2 separate regions of the Oryctolagus cuniculus genome follow, and region 2 is linked to region 1. The links are chromatin contacts, called in public Micro-C maps. All regions are on one chromosome and are shown on one strand. Each heading gives the region's core, a stretch centred on a gene start, on an enhancer-like site or on the middle of the called end of the contact. The rest is flanking DNA. Distances are from core to core; before and after follow the strand shown. Region 1 holds the start of KLF4 (KLF transcription factor 4). Region 2 overlaps LOC127490509 (a long non-coding RNA gene).

Evidence for each region. Hi-C and Micro-C count contacts between places; a contact is called where the count stands out from the background.
Region 2: a contact with region 1 is called in a Micro-C map of ear pinna, with 5 times the contacts expected there. The contact joins the enhancer-like site here to the promoter of KLF4 in region 1. A contact is called at or near these places in 6 of 6 Hi-C or Micro-C datasets (ear pinna, embryonic fibroblasts, liver and 3 more).

What each region holds. Positions count from the first base shown.
Region 1 is chr1:211,197,131-211,203,890 of mOryCun1.1, forward strand. It overlaps KLF4 (KLF transcription factor 4), which reads right to left and starts at 2,836. Exons shown (of 5, transcript XM_051855992.2): 1 at 2,230-2,836; 2 at 2,002-2,122; 3 at 397-1,387; 4 at 133-297. The coding sequence starts at 2,234.
Region 2 is chr1:212,226,738-212,233,497 of mOryCun1.1, forward strand. All of the region lies in intron 3 of LOC127490509 (a long non-coding RNA gene), which reads right to left. Among named protein-coding and RNA genes, the nearest start is that of ACTL7B, 330 kb to the right of the region's middle. Within about 2 kb of position 2,929, at least 1 of the 8 cell types and tissues checked has an H3K27ac peak or open chromatin away from gene starts, as enhancers often do. A contact at or near this core is called in ear pinna, where this site is marked.

The DNA of each region.
Region 1 (6,760 bases), core at 1,586-4,085:
TGCGGGGAAAGGAGGCAGGCTGGGCTGGCCGCCCAGGGAGCCCTAATAAAAGTGTCGGAGGTTGGCCATCGGACCCAGTCAGGACGACGAGGACACTTTTAAGAGGATTTTCCGCGTCTTCCGCCCCCCTACCTGTGTGGGTCCGCAGGTGGGCCTTGAGATGAGAACTCTTTGTGTAGGTTTTGCCGCAGCCCGCGTAATCGCAAGTGTGGGTGGCTGTCCTTTTCCGCGGCCACGACCTCCTGCCTCTCTTTGGCTTGGGCTCCTCCGGCAAGCAGGAACCCGGTGGCATGAGCTCTGGGGGAAGGTGAAGAAGGCGGGGTCAGCACCGTCCCGTGCGCCCCGGAGGGCCGGCACACGCGCCCGCGCGCGCGGCTCCCCAGCCCCGACACTGACCTTGGTAATGGAGCGGCGGCACCTGCGGCTGCATCTGCTCCGGCAGGAAGGGCGGGTAGTTGGGCCCGGGGTGGGGATGGAAGCCCGGGGGAAGCGACAGGGCAGGGTGACAGTCCCTGCTGCTCAGCAGTTCCTCGGGACCCAGGGTCGGGGTAGTCCTGCTGGGGAGCTGCCGCCCCAGGGGGAAGTCGTGTGCGGTCGGCCGGTGGCCGTTGCTGAGAGGGGGTCCGGCGCCCAAGTGCGCCTCCAGGGGCCGACCGACGGTGCACGAGGAGACAGCCTCCTGCTTGATCTTGGGGCACAGGCGCGGCGGCCCGCCGCTGAAGGGCGCCACCACCACCGGGTGGCTGCCGTCGGGGCTGCCTTTGCTAACACTGATGACCGACGGGCTGCCGTACTCGCTGCCGGGCGCGCTCAGCGACGCCTTCAACACGAACTTGCCCATCAGCCCGCCACCTGGCGGCTGCGGCTGCTGCGGCGGGATGTACACCGGGTCCAATTCGGGCCGCAGGAGCTCGGCCACGAAGCCGCCGGTCGGGCTCACGTCGTTGATGTCCGCCAGGTTGAAGGGAGCCGTGGGAGGGGGCGCAGACTCCCGGCCATAGAGCAGGCCGCCGCCCGCGCCGCCCGGCGCCACGCCCGGGTCGCCGCCGGCGCGGATCGGGTAGCTGAAGCTGCAGGTGGAGGGCGCGCTGGCAGGGCCGCTGTTCGACGGGGAGGACGAGGAAGAGGCAGACGCCGACGAGGACACGGTGGCGGCCACCGACTCCTGATGGGACAGCGAGTTGGACAGAATAAAATCTAGGTCCAGGAGGTCGTTGAACTCCTCGGTCTCCCTCCGGGGCAGGAGTGCCGGGTTGCTACCGCCGCAAGCCGCGCCGGCTCCGCCGCTCTCCAGGTCTGTGGCCACAGTCGCCGCCGCCAGGTCGTAGGGGCGGCCGGGAAGCACCGGGGGGAGTCGCTTCATGTGGGAGAGCTCCTCCCGCCAGCGCTGTGGGGACGGGGAGGGGAGGAGAGCTCGTCAGTGGCGGTCCCCTCTTGTCACCCACGGTCCTGACGCTCTGGTGCCCCAAGCGCACCAGCGCCGCCCAGGCCCCGGTACTGGGCAGGCGTAGATAGGGCTCCCCGGGGACTCCGGGTGCCAGCGCTGCAACCCCAGCCCACACCTGGGTCGGGGGACGGGGTATGTGTCTGTCCGATCGAGCGAGAGCGAGCGAGCGCCCGATCCCAGGGACTCTCCCGCCACCCCCAGAACTAGGACACCGAGGCTCTCCCTATGCGCCTTCGCCACGGGGCCGCCCACGCTCTGAGCTCCTTCGGGCTCGCTCAGCCGGCGTCTAGGGACTCAGCCACCTCGCGCGCGCGCCCACCCTACCGCCTGCGCGCCCTGGGACATGTGAGGGCCCGCCGTGCGCCCCTGGCGGCTCCGCGGTGCCGGGACCACACGCACAGACACCCCGGCCAAGGGCGCTGAAGCCATCCCGGCATCGCAGCGCAGTCGGTGCGTGGTGGCCACTCCTTCCCCTCGCCCGGTGGCTCTAGGTGACCCCAGGGCTCCGCCCGCCCCCAGCCCGGGCGCTGCGGTCGGCTCGCGGCGGCACTCACGTTATTCGGGGCACCTGCCGGACGCAGTGTCTTCTCCCTTCCCGCTGGGCCAGACGCGAACGTGGAGAAGGACGGGAGTAGCGCGTCGCTGACAGCCATGTCAGACTCGCCAGGTGGCTGCCTGCGGGCCGGGCGGGGCGCCCACGGAGGCAGGAGTCAGGGGCCACTCGCGGCTGGCGGCCCACCGGCCCTCACCCCTCCCTGCCCCCAGCGTCCCGCGCCTCTTACCTCATTAATGTGGGGGCCCAGACGGTCCTCGGGAGCCCGAAGCAGTGAGGGTACCCGAAACCCAAAGCCAGCGAAGGGTGGGGGTAAACCTTAGAAACGAAGCTAAAACCAAAAACCCCGAATTGCCCGAGATGCTTCTTCTTCCGATTAAATATAAATTGAAGACGTTTCTTTTTAAAAAAAGTTCCTTTGTATACAAAAGTTCTTAGAAAAGTTGTAAACTCTTATATAAAAATAGACCATCAGCAAGGCGAGTACGTAGGTCCGGTGGCCAGGCTGCCCTCTCGTCGACTCAGCAGCGTCCCCCGCCGCTGTCGCTGCGGCTGTCGCCGTGGGCGCAGGGGCTGTGGCCGGGGCGGTGGGCGGGCGGCGCCGCCAGGTGAGAATGGCCGCGGTGGCGCGGAGCTGCGGGCTGGGCGGCGGCGCAGGGCGCGGAGTCCTGGGGGCTGCACCGGGCGCGCGCGGCCATGGGCGCGGGCCGCGGGCGGGTGGGTGGGTGGGGGGCCGGAGGGGCGGGGAGGGGCGACTCGGCGGCTCCCGGTGCCGCCGCCGCCCGCCACCGCCTCTGCTCCCCGCGCGCCCGCAGCCGCGCTCGCTCTCCCGGGCCGGGGAACTGCCGGCGGCCGCCGCGCGCGTCTTACTTATAACTCCTCGGCTACCACCTCCCCGCCTCCTCCCCGCCGCGCGCCAGGCTCCGTCGTCAGGCCCCGCCCCTCCCTTTCTTCTCCCCGCCCCCCCGCGCGTTGCCATGGCAGCTAAATAAACAAACTCGGCGCACGTGGGGGCGGGGGCGAGGGAGGGGCGCGGGCGGGGCCGGGCCGGGCCGTGACGCCAGCCCGGCAGCTGGCGGGCTGGAGCCGCGCTGACGCCGGCGGCGGTGGCGGCGTCGACCCGGCGCGGGGCGCTGGGACCGCGGCGCAGGTCCGGTCGTTGCGAGACTGGGACCCTCCGCGCCGCCCTAGTCGGGCTGCTGAGTTCGAGGCGCGCGCTGGCGGAGGCTGGTGGAGGGGAGGGAGGCAGGGGGCGCCCCCACCCCAGGTCGGGTCGGCGCTCGCCGCGCTGTCTGCGCGCTCAGAAGAGCGCGATTATCCGCGTGACTCATCCCAGCCCTCCCTCTCGCCCCTACGCACGCAGGAGCTGGGCGCCCGGCCCGCAGCGCGCCGGTGCTGGCTTGGGCCTGGCAGCTCACGGTCCGCGCGCCGCCTCCTGCCGGGTGGGGGTGGGGTGGGGACGCGCTTGGAGGGGCGGCGGGTGCCCTGCGCCGTGTGGCCGGGGACTGGGAGCCCCAGAAGGCCGGAGCAGAGGCTTGCGCTTGGAATACCGGTGAAAAGAGACTGGAATGGGGGGCCGGAGTTACGGCGTGCATCGTTCCCGGAGGCGGAAAAAGAGTGAAAGGGCTAGAGATTTGGGGATGGGAGTGAGGGATGGGGGCTGTGAACGCGGAGACACCTTCTCGCCAGGCGTCTCGAAGCACTCGACAAGCCACGCACTCTGCTGCCCACTTTAAGGATGAGAAAACTGAGTCATAGAGAGGTGACATGGCGAGGCAAAGGTCACGAGCCACATCTGCGCTCTTCGGCTCGGGCTCCGGGCAGGTCGAGCCCACCCGAAATGGGCGAAGGGGACTCAGCCATGGGGAAAGCGGCCGCCGCTGGGGGACCTGGCTCCCGGGAGGCGTGCGCCGGCCCCGGGACGAGCCGTGCGTGCCCGCCGCGGAGTGGCGGGGAAGCGGCGATCGTTCCCGCGGTCGGATCCGGCCGCCTCCCCACCCCCGTTCCCCCGAGTGTGTGATCAGTAATTTTCCAGCCGGGAAATGTTTTCGCCCTCATCTCTGCAAACAGTCTTCTTCTTTTTTTTTTTTTTTTTTAAACGTGAGCGTGGTGTTCGGTATCACTCGCTAAACGTAGGCTTGCGAGCTGTTTACTTTGGACCGCGGCGCGCGGGGCCGGCTCCGCCCACCCCTCCGCCGAGCCCCCGGGCCGGTCCACGCCGCGCTCCCCGCCGGGGGAGGGGGCTGGGCGAAGGGGTCGCTGTTTGCGCCCCGGAGCCGCGTGTCCGCCCTCCTGAAGCTCCGGTGGCCTCATACTTTTTTGTCGTTGTCACCTGTTTGTTTGAATCGCGCGACTCTGGTACCTATTAGGTTTCCTCGGCGTATTTGTTAGCCCTGATTTTTCCACTCCTCGCCGACCACAGAAGCATTCGTGGAATGCAGCGCGCCCCGAATGAATCGACTGGCCTCAGTCTGCCAGCGCCAGGACGCCCGTTCGGAGCCAGGGCGCTGGGCGCCTTTAACTTTGACTTGCATCCTCTCGCCGGGTTTGGACGGGAAACCCCCGGGCCAGGCCTACGGTGGCACGGAGGGGTCCAACGCCGCCTCGGGGGGCAGGGCCTGGGGACCTTAAGTCCGAACACGATGCCCTTTTCACACCGAGAAACCAACGCGGGAACACACCTGCTCCTCCTGCCTGTGTCCCTTTCGTTGAGATGGGAAACCGTCTTGGGATGCGAGGACTTGAGGGTTGCGTGGAAAAGTTAACTCACTTTTGCATTAAGGCCAAGATCCCTAAACCCTGGTATATTTGTGTGAGTCCTTGATTGGCAGCTGTCAACCTTGGGATTCCCCACCAGATGCTTTCTACTTTTATTTAGTTAAGGCAGTGGCCCTTCCCTGGGGTGTGTGTGTGTGTGTGTGTGTGTGTGTTTGTGTGTGTGAACACCTCACCGTAACCGCCACAATGAAAAAATATTGCCCAGATGAATTGGAGAGCCCCTATTATTATGTCATACAATCTAGACAAGATTCTGAAACTCAGTGGAGACAGTTGAACTTGTACGTCCCAAACAGCTTTCCGAAGGGGAGAAGCCAGTGTGTCCCCGTGGCCGGCCACGAGCTGGTTAGTCCTGATTGCATCACAAAGGGAAATGTCTAGATTCACCCCAGATTGCTAAAAGAAGAAAGGAACTGCAGGTTCCTTTCAAGGCAGGTCTTGCTGTGACAACAGGGTTATGACCCTCCCTTTCCTCGGAACAGGTAGGGCCAGAAGAGTTAAATCCCTGCCCTATATAATTTATAAACATGAGGCCGAGTAAACCTTTCATGACTCAATTGCACTCTAAAATAATAATAATAGAAGACACCCTTTACAGAAGAATTAAATACTTACCGGTGACTTTATTTCAGCAAACCGATATTACAAGTTTTGTGGTATGGAAGTTAATTATTAATGTCCTTGGAGTTATAAAATAATTTTTTTTGCAAGCACAGCCTGCATTAGTTGGCAGGAGATGTGATGGAAGCTCCTGGTGCTAGGGGATTAATGTGGAGTCACGGAGGGGTGTGATCTGGTAAAGAGGCTCCAAACGTCGCCAGTGAAGGACTCTGCACCCAAGCTTCCGCCTGAGCCCGGCACATTGTGTGCTCCCAGGGGCCTGGGCTCTAGGGGTGGCGTGGGGTCTGTGGCTCACTACTGCAGGACTCAGGAAAAGCTGCTTTTTATTAATGCAAGACATTATTAATTTTTTAAAAAGTGCTTTAGCTTCCATTTTATTTGAAAGGCAAACAGAGACAGACACAAGAAACTCATCCACTGGTTCACTGCATGCGTGCCCTCAACATCCAGTGTTGGGCCAGGCTGATGGCAGGAGCTTGTAACTCAACCTTGCAACCTTGGTGGTACTTGAGCTATCAGCTAGTGTGCATTAGCAGGGAACTGGAGTTGGGAGCGGAGCCGGGAGACTATCTCAGGAGCTCAGGTGGGATGTAGGTGTCCCGAGTGGTATCCTAGGTGTTACCTTAAATGTCTGCCCCAGGAGCTGATTTTAAGTATCCAAATTGCTTGGGGTAGGGACTCGCGTCTTTCACAAGGTGAAAACTTTTCTTAGCTTCCACTCCCACCGCCTCCTTTTCAGCTGAGTCTTGGGTCGTACAGGGTAAGAAGGTGGACGTGGTCCCTGGGTCTCCCAACCTGGCTCGGCTGCTTTCTAGATGGGCTAGCTGCTGATTCACTTTGCCTGTTTCCTTGTGGAATGGGGGGGGGGGGGGGGGGCGTGTTAGTAGTACCTGTTAGGAAACTGGTGCAGTTTTAGCCAGGCTCCACCCCCATCCTAATGGGATTCCCTGCTCCTGCTTCCCTGCCCGCCCCCAGGCAAAGTTTTAAAAGGGCCTGTTCCTGAACACGTGCTCTCTTGGCTTGCGCTCTCTCGCTCGCTCTCTCGCTCTCTCTCTCTCTCTCTCTCTCTCTCTCTCTCTCTCTCGGCTCCTCTCTGCTCTCTCCTCTCTCTTGGCTCTTCTCCTCTGTTCTATCTTCTCTCCTCACTAGCTCCTCTCCTCTGTCTCTCTCTCTTATACTCTTCACTCCGGTCTGTTGGGTGTTCCCCCAATAAACCCTTTCCCTTATTCCAGCGTTTGGTGTGTTTTGTGAGGGCTAACATTAATATATAGCTACCTACTTCTTGTGACGAGGATGGAGTTGATCACCCCAGTGTTTAGCACAGGCCTTGACATTCCTCGTGTGAGCCAGTATTCTCCAGG
Region 2 (6,760 bases), core at 1,679-4,178, 1.0 Mb after region 1:
CACCTGAAAATTCAGTCTCATCCCAGATTAAATAAGACTCTGAGAAAACAAACTCTCCTCTCCCATGGATATTTATTTTAGCAATTCTATCTCAAAAGGAGAAAAAGACCAACAAACCCAGAAACTCTGCAGAAGACTAAGGCCAGGAGTCAAAGCCAGCAGCTAAAGTCTTCAGAAGAAATTGAATGCAAGAATTGGGTCTCCTCCATCCTCAGACTGAGACTTGGGCAATAGCTGGCCAGCCATGACTCAGAAGACACCTCTGTACCTGTGAACAATGCCCAGACCTTTGGGCTGTGTGATCATCACATCACATTCACACTAGTGAGCCAACAGGTGAGCTGCTCTGACTAGCACATCAGATTTCTTGCTGGCCAGGATTTCTGCAGAGTCCGCTCCTCATAAGTATGGCAAGAAATCTGAGTAAGGCAACAGCAGCAACCGCAATGATTCAACCATGGGATGAGTGGATTTGAGCACCTACTAGAACCTTGTCCTTGGGTAAGCTCCCAGCCCACTGGGACTAGCAGACACACAGCACCATAATGGTAATAGCATGTTGCTGTGGGTCCTCAGAGAGAGCCCAGGAAGGAGGGCAATAAATTACTTCTTGGAGCTTTCGTGGACATTATGTCATTTTAGCTCAAGTTCTCAGTCTTGTTAAAAGGAAAAGGTATGCTAGCTAGAGGGGGAAATAGAAAGAAAGGCATGGAGGTAACACATTTGCTATAGCCATGTGCAGTAATAAAGGGTCTGTGGTTCATTTATGGAATTAAAAAAAAAGAAAATTTCAGGACATAATTATCTTAAAACTAATGTGTCTTGGTAATAAGAGCCTGCAATTGACAGAATACCACAAAAATTGATTGACCAGAAGTGGTTGTGAATTTGGCTCTAGAGCAAATCATATGCATCAACCCATGCCTATTAAAATGCACAAAGGATAATGAATAAGGACCTCTTTTGATTACAGAGTCTTCAATCTAAAGGTCACATGCTGGCCAGAGACTCCCACTGTGGATACAGAGTAGTAAAAATGGTAGCGTGTAAGGGCAGTGGTTAGGAAAATGCTGGAGAAGTACACAGAGGAGGCTGCAACCTGGGATCATGCCTTCTTTTGCTATGCACAGGAACATGGAATACATGCATGGAAGAGAAATTGCCATCACAGTCCAGCTGCCTCCATTCGCCCTTGACCACATTTTAGAATGAAGATGTTTGAAAGGACCAAGCGGCTCATTCGTCAAGCCCATGGGCCAGCTGGCTTCAGTCCAGGATAAACACTGTCAGAGAAACTAGCCCTTCCCAGCCTCCCAGGAGGCTGTGGACTGCATGCCGAACGGGGCTACCAGCATTCCCTAACTTTTTTTCCTTGGGAATTTTACAAAGGAAACACAACATGGGTTGGCGAATGAGCTGTCACTGATGTGGTTATAAGGAAAAATAATAAACTGAACTATCAAAATGATCAATTCCATCCAACAAAGGTGACACGACTATCTTATTTCATACTGTTTTACCTGGAGATAACTGGATGACTATGTCTCTTTTTATATTTCATTTTTTGAATGCTATTTGTAAGTAGTTATCTCTCTCAGATTAAAAGATGTGTTTTCAAAGACAGGGAAAGCACAGTTAAGTAAATCTGTGTGAGAGAAAAAAAGAAATAGGGTTATTTTAGAGCCACTGAATTTTTGTGATTTCGGGCATGCCGTTCTGATTTTCTGGGTCTGTGTCCCAAGATAATCTTCCAACCTACCCTATTTGTTTTGACAGTTTGTGACCTTCCAGTTGACTGCTAGGTTGATTTAAGCATTGAATTCAATCTTACAATTTATATAAAAATGCCATTCATTCACATAATAAATATTTTACGTTAGAATCATCTCAGACATTGCCTAGATTTAATGTTGCCCATGCCTTGTTCCAAAGACAATTTGAGATAATTTGAAATAATAATTCAGCATAATAAACATCAATCTTGAGGGGAAAAATGAAATTAGCCTTTGTATAATCACATCTGTGTAAGGTAGGATCTTTCTTAGTGATTTCCTACAGGTGGTCTGCTCACTAATTTATCAGAGCTACCTGGCAACAAGTGCAAAGAGGGAAACATGATCTATTTCATAAATTTCTGTGTCAATAAGACACAAATAGCAACAAAGCTATTTCTGTTGCAGATTTCTGGATCTTTAATGTTGGTTTGACATAGTTAAATACTTCAAGCTACAGAAACCTTAATTCAACAAACATTTGCTCACACCTACTCTGCATGAGGCCCTGTGCCAGATATTAAAATGAGTTAAGATGAGTAAGATCTGGTCTGTGCTCTTCAAGTCTTTCCTAAGCATACGCCACAGATCAGGACTCACAGGCTAGCCCTGTTGCTTCTTCCCAGGTCCTGAATGTGCATCATCAACCCCATTTCCCCCATGAAAGGGAGAGGCCATGATGCAACCACCTGGAGGTCTTCCTAGTGTATGGGGAAATTCCAACAGTGTGTTAAAGCTGGGACACAGAGATGGGGGCAGAAATGGGGGTTCTTTGTGGTTTGCTATCCCCAACCACTGCTGCTCTGGAGCACATACCTGGAACTCAAGCATGTGGAATTTGTGGGTGTTTTTAAAGGCTCTAACATCCACAACTAACTTGCTCTGCAGTGCTTTAAAATGCTGTCATTGGCAAATGGGAAGTATCCGACTTCATGGATACAGTAGTCCTCCATCCTAACTGAAGGACTGGGCTAATGCCAGGCCAAGGGAAAGAATTTCTTAGAGCAGGAAAGTGACTTACTCAAGGCCATACAGGGCAGAGCAGGCACTGGGCTGTATGAACATGTCACAACACACTTGGATCCTGTTTAGGATTTCAGATCTCAGCTCCCTTGGGACTGTGGCTGAGAATAGACCCCATAGCTTAATCTCTTATCTATTTCTGCAGCCTTAGTAGCCTACTCACTGCCTGGAATGTCCTCAGGAGGCCACCTTGAACTGCTTTGCAGTGAGTTCTTGCAATGAAGGACAGGCAGTCTCCATCTAGCATAGATTAGCAACACAGGGAGCACAGAACAGAATGATAAAAAAAAAAACATAGACAGCTGGGTCTCACTCTGAACCAAGTGAATCAGAATAGCAGGTGATCCTTACACACAGGTGGAATTGAGAACGACTGTCCAGCTTCTCATTGAACCAAAGCATGGCCATGCCTCCTTGGGCTGGAGCCCAAAGTTACAACAGATCTCCAAATTCATTGTTCTTGGAAGGTTAGTTTCAGTGGGATGTCCTTGCCAAGGTTTTCACCATGGCAATCCCAGGGCATTCTTCAAAATCAAAAGCAGGCGCCATTTACCCTGTTAATGTTCATATACTGCCATCTAGTGGTGGCTGTGCCCTTTCTGGGAGGTGTATCCTTAAGATGCATTGTGTACCAGCTGTAGCAGATTTCCACACGATGCCAAAACACCAAGATGAATCATTATTCGCTCTTTCATTGCAAAGTGTTGCATGATTTCTCCTCCCCTGGTATCTACAAGTTCTTAGGTTTATTTGGACAGAGAGTCCAAGGTGGAAGTGGACCCACACCAAAACTGAGAATCAGATTCAGAAATCTGCATGTGAGCCCGGATCAGCACTGTGCCAGTCACGTGACTTTAGACATGTGATTCCATTCCTCATGCTTCATTTTACTCATTTGGAAGATGGAGAGAATAATTCAGCCCTCCACATTGCCAGCAAATTTTTATATTAATGACATCTCTAATGTGCAAATTGGTTGCAAACATCCATTGAGTCCTGGCTCTGCTTCCAATTTTACATCCCTACTGCTGAGAAGCCTGGATTGAGTTCTTGGCTCCTAGTTTTGGCCCAGCCCTACCCTGACTGGTTGCTGGCATGTGGGGAGTGAGCCAGTGATGGAGGATCTTTCTCCAAACCCCCTTTACAAATAAAATAAAAATAAATAATACAGTTTTAGTTTTTAAAAATATACACATATTCTCAATAAGTACTCAAAAAGTTTGAGGAAATTCATATTATAAAAAGGACATGCATGAATTTCAAACATTTATTGCATTCAAATAAACTTATCTTTTGACACCAGCATTGTGGTATAGTGGTTAAGCCGCTACCTACAACACCAGAATCCCATGTCAAAGTGCCAGTTTGAGTCCCAGCTGCTCCACTTTGGGTCCAACTCCCTGACAATGCAACTGGGAAAGCAATGGATAATGGTACAAGTACTTGGGTCCCTGATACCCTGGTTTTGGCCTGGCCCCACCCCTGGCCATTATGACCATTTGGGGATGCAAATGGAATTATAAGCTCTTTCTCTCTCTTTCTCTGTTACTTTGCTTTTCAAATAAATAATGGAACTTCTTTATTTAAAAAAGAATCCAAATTTATCTTTTAATTTTATCCTTTTATACGTTTTTTGAAGTACCCTTGCAAGGTATATAGACAATCAATAGTAACTCATGGATTACATGTCTGATCCTGAGTCCTAGGAATCATGGAGATGATAGAATGACCTTTCACCTGGGTGGTGTTGACTTTTTCATGTAACGAACACAATTCATCACCCACCAAGGAAAGTCCTCCACACACCAGGTTGGTTGAAAGGTCACAAAACCTGAGTCCCTGAGACGGGGCCATTTGAGTCTCCCTAACTCAGTTACTATGGGGAGAGCAGCTGTGGAGGATTCTGACCTGCTATGGAGTTTCTAACCTAGGGAACACAAGGATCAGGCTCCAGCCCAGGAAGAAAAGTCAATCAGGAAGTTGTAGAAAGAGAAGCTTCATGGGAACTTTCTAACCAGGGGCACACTGTGTGTAGGTTCTGTCCCCGGACGGCTGCATAAGAGCAGCTTGGAGGAGTCTGCCATTCTGACAACGACACAGCAATACATCTATTCCTTTAAAAACATCAGTGACTTTCTCAGGTGAAAACCAAGCAAGATGGCAGTGGGCACAATTTTCTGTTTTTCATTTCTGATGCTGGTTTTAAAGAACTAAGAGCCTGGCTACAAAGACACAAAGGAGTGCTTGGAAATATTGTTAATGCTTTAGTCAGAACAGCAGCAGGCCTCTGACTCTGGCCTGTGTGAGGATTACCCAGGAAGCTAGTTTAAAACAGGCCCCAGAGCAAAGATCTGGACTCTGGAGCTCTGGATAGAGCCTGGGGAACTTCCAATGTTAACAAGCCTCCCAGAAAATTCCATTCCAGGTGCTCCACAGATGGCACCTTAAGAAAGCCTGGCCAAGAAACCCTGTGGCTTCTGGACTTCAGATGTCAAGGGACCACTGGATTTTATCCAGTCAGGAAAGACAGGAAATTTCCTAAAGAAGGTGAAAACTCAAAATGGGGAGCAAGTTTCCCTAAATGCATGGACAGGAAGGAAATCCAGTCCCATGAAGCAGAGCCACCAGTCATCCTAGCAACAGACAGTAGGTGGAGGGCAGGATCCAGAGATGTAGCCCAGCAGGTCAGAGAAAGATGACAGAGGTCAAGGTGGGCCTGCCAAGAAACAGGTGTTTGACATACCATTTCTCTCACTCTCACTCCAGGAAAGGAGGCTTTTATTGTCTCCATATCACTGTTCAGGTAGAGAGGGTTTACCTTTTATCCCTGGCTACTTCTACCATCATCCAGGGAATTCTGCAGCACTTTCCAGAGTCCACTCAACCCATCGGGCCTTTGTATAGGTATTTTCCTTGATTGTTCCCTCTCTGGTCCTTTCTGCTTCCTCTCTTTCCTATCTAACAGACTTATGGCTAATAACTCAATTCAAACATCTCTTTTGTTATAAGTCCCCATATCAGGAGTAATTATAGTCAAAATTTTTGACCATTTATTTAATAAATAACTAATCATGAGCTATGGGCTAGGCATGTTACAAGGTAGTTCATGTAATCCAATGATTGCATCAGCTAGGAATTACCATCTAATACTGGAGTTAGCACAGTATGGCCACTAAGCCAAACAGATGGTGGTCTGCTTCTGTCAATAAAACGTTATTGGAACACAGTCATGCTCACTTACCTATTTACTTTGGCCATAGAACAATTGAGTAGCTTCAGAAACTGCATAGTTTGCAAAGGTGAATATTTACTCTCAGGCTCTTTACAGAAGAATTTGCTAACCCTAGCTTAGAAAGATGAGTAACAGATAATCTGAACCTAGGGCTTCAGGGCTCCTGAAATGTTTCCACTCTTCCTACCTTTAGGATCTTGTTTCTATCTCATTTATCCCCATTTCAGTCAAATATAAGCTTATGACTATTCAATCAACTTTTACTAAAATATGATTCATGCTGTCCACGAACTAGATATTAGACCAATGACCTTCAAAATTTTTGGATTATTTACCTTGTGAGTATTACAACTTTTGAGCCCATAGCCACAATGTAGGCATGTTTCTCAGTCATGATGTATATGCACATATTATTGTGTCCACATATTAGGTACTTTGCAAAGTATACAAATAATAAAGAGGGGAGCACCTTTCTTCAGCATTTGACTTTGGAAACCACTGTACTAGAAAATGTATAGGATGTTGTATAGAGTGCTAAGGGGAAAGATGCATGCAGCACCTATGGTCCTCAGAAGTTAAGCAGATGAGCACATGAGGAAAGGCGGGCAGGTTTTCTATAGGGGGCAAAGCTTGTCCACAACACAGAGGTGAGAATGTACTGTGTTCAGATAGTGGGTCTTGTTATGGTAAAAGGGGATAGAGGATGAGAAGGCTGCTCAACATGTTCAATGAG